Linked DNA regions of Macaca mulatta: region 2 is linked to region 1. The links are chromatin contacts, called in public Hi-C maps. All regions are on one chromosome and are shown on one strand. The core of a region is the stretch at or near the end of the contact, and the rest is flanking DNA. Distances in the headings are between cores, read along the strand shown.

Evidence for each region. Hi-C and Micro-C count contacts between places; a contact is called where the count stands out from the background.
Region 2: a Hi-C map of fetal cortex germinal zone shows a contact between it and region 1, with 4 times the contacts expected there. The contact joins two enhancer-like sites. A contact is called at or near these places in 5 of 14 Hi-C or Micro-C datasets (fetal cortex germinal zone, fetal cortical plate, fibroblasts and 2 more).

Annotation. Positions count from the first base shown.
Region 1 is chr1:124,675,849-124,679,028 of T2T-MMU8v2.0, forward strand. No RefSeq gene overlaps it. Among named protein-coding and RNA genes, the nearest start is that of VANGL1, 44 kb to the left of the region's middle. Within about 2 kb of position 1,598, at least 2 of the 40 cell types and tissues checked have an H3K27ac peak or open chromatin away from gene starts, as enhancers often do.
Region 2 is chr1:125,132,727-125,135,906 of T2T-MMU8v2.0, forward strand. No RefSeq gene overlaps it. Among named protein-coding and RNA genes, the nearest start is that of TSPAN2, 44 kb to the right of the region's middle. Within about 2 kb of position 1,600, at least 4 of the 40 cell types and tissues checked have an H3K27ac peak or open chromatin away from gene starts, as enhancers often do.

The DNA.
Region 1 (3,180 bases), core at 348-2,847:
GTGGAAGGGTTTAGTGTGTTTTCTGTTGTACAAAGGATAGTTGTATCGGTGTCGGTGAAATTATGACCATGTTACCATCTTTGTTTGGAAATTAGCATGGTTTAAGTACATGCACATGCATGCCAAGTTGAGAAGGAGTAGACTTGTGCTGGTTAATTTTATGTGTCAACTTGACTTGGCCATGGGATCAAGTTGGTCAAACATTATTTCTGGTTCTGTCTGTGAAGGTGTTTCGGGAAGAGATTAATATTTGAATCAGTAGACTGAATAAAGCAAATTGACCTCCTTAATGTGAGTGGCCTTCATCCAATGAGTTGAAGGCCTGATTAGTACAAAATGTCTGGCCCTCCTGTAAGAGGGAACTTCCACCTGACTGCCTTGAGCCAGGACACAAACTTTTCCTGCCTTTATGTTTGCATTGAAATGTCAGTTCTTCTTAGGTCTCAAACCCGGCTTTTGGGTGGGAACTCAACCATCGACTCTCCTGGGTCTCCATCTTGCTGACTGCAGATCCTGGGACTCGTCAGCCTGCATTGTTGCATGAGCCCATTCTTTCTAATAAATCTCTTTCCATATATATGTACATCCTGTTTGTCTGGAGAATCCTGACTAATACAAGGTTTGGGATGATGTATAGAGATTAAAAATTCAGAGCTGGCCATGATAATTCTGTGCGTCTGTTCTGGAGACAGAAAGCAACCAGTCAAAAAATAGCAGCTGAAACTCAAGAGACTTTGCCTAAAGATAAGGATTTAGGAGTGTTCCGCACAGTTTTCATAACTAAGTGAGTGCACATTCTTATCTGTGCAAAGCAGACACTTAAGAGGCATGGTCCTTCAAGAGAGTAGTTCTCAAAGTGTAGTCCAGAGACTTGCCTTACAAACTCCTGAGATACTAGCTAGGAAAACACATTATTGGATTCCTCCCCAGACAAACTAAGTTAAAACCTCAGTGTCTGGAGCCCAGGAATTTTTTTGGGGGAGATCTCACCATGTCACCCAGGGTGGTCTTGAATTCCTGGGTTCAACCGATCCTCCTCTCTCGGCCTCCCAAAGTACTGGGATTACAGCCATGAGTCACTGTGCCCGGCCAGGAGTCCTCATTTTGGACAAGCATCTTAGGTGACCGTCACACACACCAAAGCCTGACAAAGTGTGCACTGTAAGAAGGCAAACTGCCTTCCTGGGAAAGCCGTCCAACAGGGTGCAGGAGGGCCTTGATCGCTAGGTGGCGCCAGATGCACATTTACACTAATTTTCCAGTGCTGTGGCTTCCTCTGCCAGCATGGAAAAGGAAGTCTCATGGGGCTCCCAGGATTTCTGCCAGCACCTCCTCAAGGGGAGGGAAATACAGAGCTAGCAGGCTGACTAAACTGTAGTCACTGGCACTATCAATCACCCCCACAAGGGTCTGCCTAGAGGAGGCTCCAGTTATTGGCAGAGCGTAAATAAGTAGAATTCTCTGCAAAGCCACCCATTTTGAGACACAGTGATCCAGCAGTCAGTCTTGGGAAGTAATGGTGTAGATTTCCCAAGACCCAGTCAGGGGCAGAACTGTGAGAGGCCAGAGGTCCCCCCATTTCCCAGACCACCACCACTCCCAGTCAGTGTATCCTCAGAGAGGACAGAAGCAACCCCTTCTTCTGTCCTAGGAGACCTGATGGTGCTGCAGTGGTGCCTAACACTGGCTCTGCCTGCCCCCTGTCTCTAGGCTCAAACAGTCTCCCAGCCTCTAACAGAACTAGAAGCCAACCTTTCCTCCACCCGCTGCTTTCCCCCTTGGTCCCCAGCACCTCACGCTTGAACTGTTTCCACAGCAGTGACTTGCATGCACTCCCGAGTCTCCATGACCTCCCACTAGCCTGCACATATCCATGCTGGAGCTTCAAGCACTACTGTTGAGAAGTCACACTCCTTGTCTGGCATTGAGGACCTGCATCTTCTGGCTTTTTGGTATCAGACTGTTGGAGCTCCTTAGGCAGAGAAGCTGATGGAAGGGGACTGGGGAGTGAAGAGGAAGACCTGGGGGCCACTGGGCCTCTGGACAAGCACAAAGGCTTCTACTGGATTCTCTGGACCAAGGACAGCCATAGGGTCTGAGAGGCAGTAGGTCAGCTCTGTGTCTGGTTAGACTGGCTGAGGCCACCCAGCTGCTCCCAACCCATCCACCTAACACAAAGCCCAAGGGGCATCACTTCTACTTTTCCTGACACAGAGACTCTCTATGTCCTGAGACAATCCTCACAGTTATTCTAGCTAGCCTCTCTTTCCTCAGGTCCCTATGCTTCAGTCTTGCTCTTCCCATATTCGGGGCCCCAGAAAGCAACTCACTGTCCAGGCAGGGATGGCAGCACTCCTGGGGCCCAGGGCAGAGTGTGGGAATCCGTCCTGCAGTAATGGGACTTGGTTGTGATCCCAGAGTCAAGGAAATGACCACTTACAAACTAATAGGAGACAGGCCTAGAGTGGTTCCAAGGCTGGGGAAGTCTGTGGAAGGAAGGACTGGGGTCTTTGAGTCCTCACACCCAGATCCAAGGGCACCCACCTTGTGTTGCTACAGCCAGTTCCCTTCTTTTCACATTCACAGCCTGCTACCCTCAGACATACCACATATTCCCTCATATCCATCGGCACCTGGAGGGCCACATCAGACAGCCAGGTGTGGAAGAGCAGGGCTAGGAGGGCCCGAGTCTCCCCTGCCCAGAAAGCCTGAAATGTGAGCCCTATACTATCTTCAAATGTGATTATTCAGTTATACATTTTTTTGTCAAATCATTAATTAATAATTTATAAATTGCCCATTTTATGATCCCATTATAGCTTTTATCCATTTCTTTAAAATGCAGCAGAAGCTTCAAGAGACAGAATAGAACTGGGCCATTCTCAAATCATGAAAGGCCCTGCCGTAGAGGGTCCCAAAGAATCCAACATGGAGCAGGTGCTTGGGTCGAACAGTCCTAGCTTGTAGCTCCTCCTCTCCCCTCCCTTCTTCTCCTCTCTAAGGGAACCTCTTGGGTTAAGAGAATCCCACACAATAAATTCTGGTCTGGCCTGGACTCGGGACAGCCCAACTTTCCCTTCACTTTCTCTAGGTGGGTGGGCCAGCTCTTCTCTAACACACAAGGAGGCTGTGTTCCACCAAAGAGGGGCTAGGCCTCATAGCCCAGCTTCCCTGGGCTCA
Region 2 (3,180 bases), core at 350-2,849, 460 kb after region 1:
CTCTAGTGAATCATTTTCTGGGCACCAGTATTAGGAAATAGTTTGACTTTAAATGGCATCTACATCCTAAAGGAAACTAAAAGAAGCACTTTCTACTGCTGTGACCCATGAGTTCTTCCAACTAGACTCTCCAGGAAGCGGAGGCAGCTTTCCTCCCTGATCCCTCGGTCTCCCCGCTCTTGGCACTCGCCCCACCTCCCCCTCCCCGCCATGCTTGCCCGGCACTCACAGGACTTCTGGGTTGCGGTGGAGTCTGCAGATCCATTTACACTGAGATACTCACATGTGTGTGTGCCTGGGGACATTCCACTGACTTTCATTCTCCAGGTCTCTAAGAAATGACTTAGGCTAGCATAAATTCTGTTTGCATAAGACTGAGACTAACCAATCTTTCCTCTTGTCGTGGGGGTTTCTTGAAGGATGCAAGGACCCAGGCACCCAGAGAAAGCCAAAAGGCCTGGCATTGCGGGGTGGGAGCAGCACGCAGAAGCTGGCTCTAGATCTGCAGTAGCCCTCAGGCCCTCGATAGTGGGACTTTGTACATTTCCACCTAATGTTCTGCATTGACAGATAACGACTTTTTCTGTCCCTTCCTTAGCACTGAACGGCTCTCTGATTCCCCATACTCTCTGTTGCTTTCCCACACCTCAGCGCTCCTGCTTCTCAGAGCACCTGCTCTTCCACGTGCCCATCCGGGCTGCACTCTCTGCAACATCGTGATCTTGCAGCGTCAGTCCCAGTGCTATCCATTCTCTCAGTGTTTTCTGGTTCAGAGACTTAGTGGGGAATCTGGCTTGGCCAGGCTCCTCTTTTCAAATGAGCCATGCCACTGGCAAGCCTGTGGATTAGTGGCACTTGAGTCAGATGCCCTGACCAATCCAGGGCCAGTCTTGGGCAAAAATAAAAGCTTTGGGCTATTTTCCAGAGCTAGGAGCTGTGAGTGAAAAGTTGGGCAGATAAGACAATGACTGCCAAGTCCCTGCACTCAGATGTATCTCTCCTTTTCCCTTCCACAATGACTTTAGGTTAGGCTTTTTTACTTCACACCTGGAATTCCAAAATAGCCTTCAGCTGAATCCCTGCTTCCCACTCTGAGCCAGGCTTTAAACCCTATTTTTGCTAAAGTACTGTTTCTCTCTCTGTGTCTTTGGATTATTCTCTGGTGCTTCCATTTGTCTATTTCCATTGTCTAGTTGACTCATTAACTAGACTACAAAATTATCAGGACCAGGGGTGATCTCACCTTTCCTGTATATGACAAAGCACTGAGGATAATATTTCATGCAGGCCAGAAGCATGAATGAAGAAATACATTAATTTAGGGAGGAAAATTAAAAGACTGACTGACCCTCACTCTCTAAAGCAAGACAGCCCTGCAGATTCCTGGGCAAATGGTCACCTGCCCACTCTGGCCATGCTCCTCTGCCCTGGTCTTCCCTCAGGGATGCAGGAGTCTGCATCAGGACCCACTGCTCTAATTCCCCAGGGCATTCACATGATGGGCCTCTGAGCTCTCTGCTACCCCAGACGCCCAGGCCAGGCAGGTTCTGGGAAAATCCTTCCAGATAATGCTACCACGTGGAAAGCTGAGTCATCTGGGCTCAAGCCAAGCCCAGAACAAAGGGGCTCAGGAGCACATGATGAAAGAATGCTCAGGAAGGGGTGAGAAGGAGAGTCATCCAAGAAAGCCTTCCACTAAATCCACAAACTGATCCCCTGTTCTAGGTCTGGTCTTGTTACTACGGCCAGCTGTGTGTCCTTGAGCAGTCTCTCATCAACTGCGGCCACGTACTTCATCAGTCCTCCCTACCTCCCAGCGGTACTTCGAAAGTCAAATGCAATCACAAATGTAAAACGGTGTTGTTATCATCATCCTCATCATTGCGAGGCAGATAACTGTGCTTTGTGCCACTCAGAATGCCTCAGGGCTGGCCGTGTAAGACAGACACACCCAGACACACATGATGGAAACACAGACAGCGGGGAGAAATTCAAACAAGACAAAACAGTCATGTGGGTGTATAGATCATGTATCAAATGAAGCTAAGTGGCTGTTTATTTTTAAATGTGGGCTTGGTTCCAGTGTGGAGTCCATACCCTGAGCACACAATTGACTTGAAATGAAGAGGGGAGAATTATAAGAGACGCAGCGTAGCTCCAGGTGCTGTGTCATGGATTCCTCACGGGAGTCCTGCAAAGTTGATATTATTTTCCTCTTTCTTCTTTGCAGAGAAGGAAACCAGGTATGTGGGAAAATTGAGACTTGAACTCAGGTCTGGCAGACTGCAAAGCTGACACCTGTCTGCTACAAGCAGATTCCCCTTCACATCTCAGGTCAGGAAACTTAGAGATTATTCAGGCCAACCATCCTTCTGCGCAGTCAGTGAAAATCCCAGCTGGCGTCTCCCGTGATGGGCAGCTTACCGTCTCCCGCGGCAGCACAGAACACATTTGGACACCTGAGACCATTAGAAATGTGGCCGTTCACTAGCGCTGAGGAGAGGCAGCATCACTTCCCATCGAAGTGCTGCTGCTGAGATCCTCCTCAACACCCTTGTCAAAAGGGGCCCACCTGGACACCTGCAGAAACCTTAACAACTCAATGATTTCACAATGTCATTCATATACCAAGCAGGATGTTCTATTCTGTGAATGTATCTGTGTTTTAAAGAATAAGGACACCAGCGATATAAATGCTTAAATGAAAAGTACATGGGGGAGGATGGGTGGCCCAGAGCCACAAGATCTAATAGTCCTGCTGATAGCCAAAGGGAGGCTGGTAATGTGCAAATCAGTCTCCATTTCAGGGCCTGAGCATGACGAAGTCATCACAATCACAAACTAGGCTCTGGGCCTTTTCAAAGATCTAGAGCCTAAAGCCCATGCTCTACTCCTTAATGAAGTCAGGCATCCTGCAGTGGCTATGTGAGCCTAGTTGTGGAGGACAGTGCAAAGTGGAAAGTGGGTGATACAATTTAGATCTGTGTCCCCACCAAAATCTCATGTCCAATTATAATTCCCAGTGTTGGAGGCGGGGCCTAGTGGAAGGTGATTGGATTATGAGGGTGGGTTTCTTATAAATGGTTTAGCACCATCCTCTTGGTGCTGTTCTCATGATAGTGAGTGAGTTCTCATGAGATCTGGTTGTTTAGAAATGTGTGACACCTCCCCACACCCCAC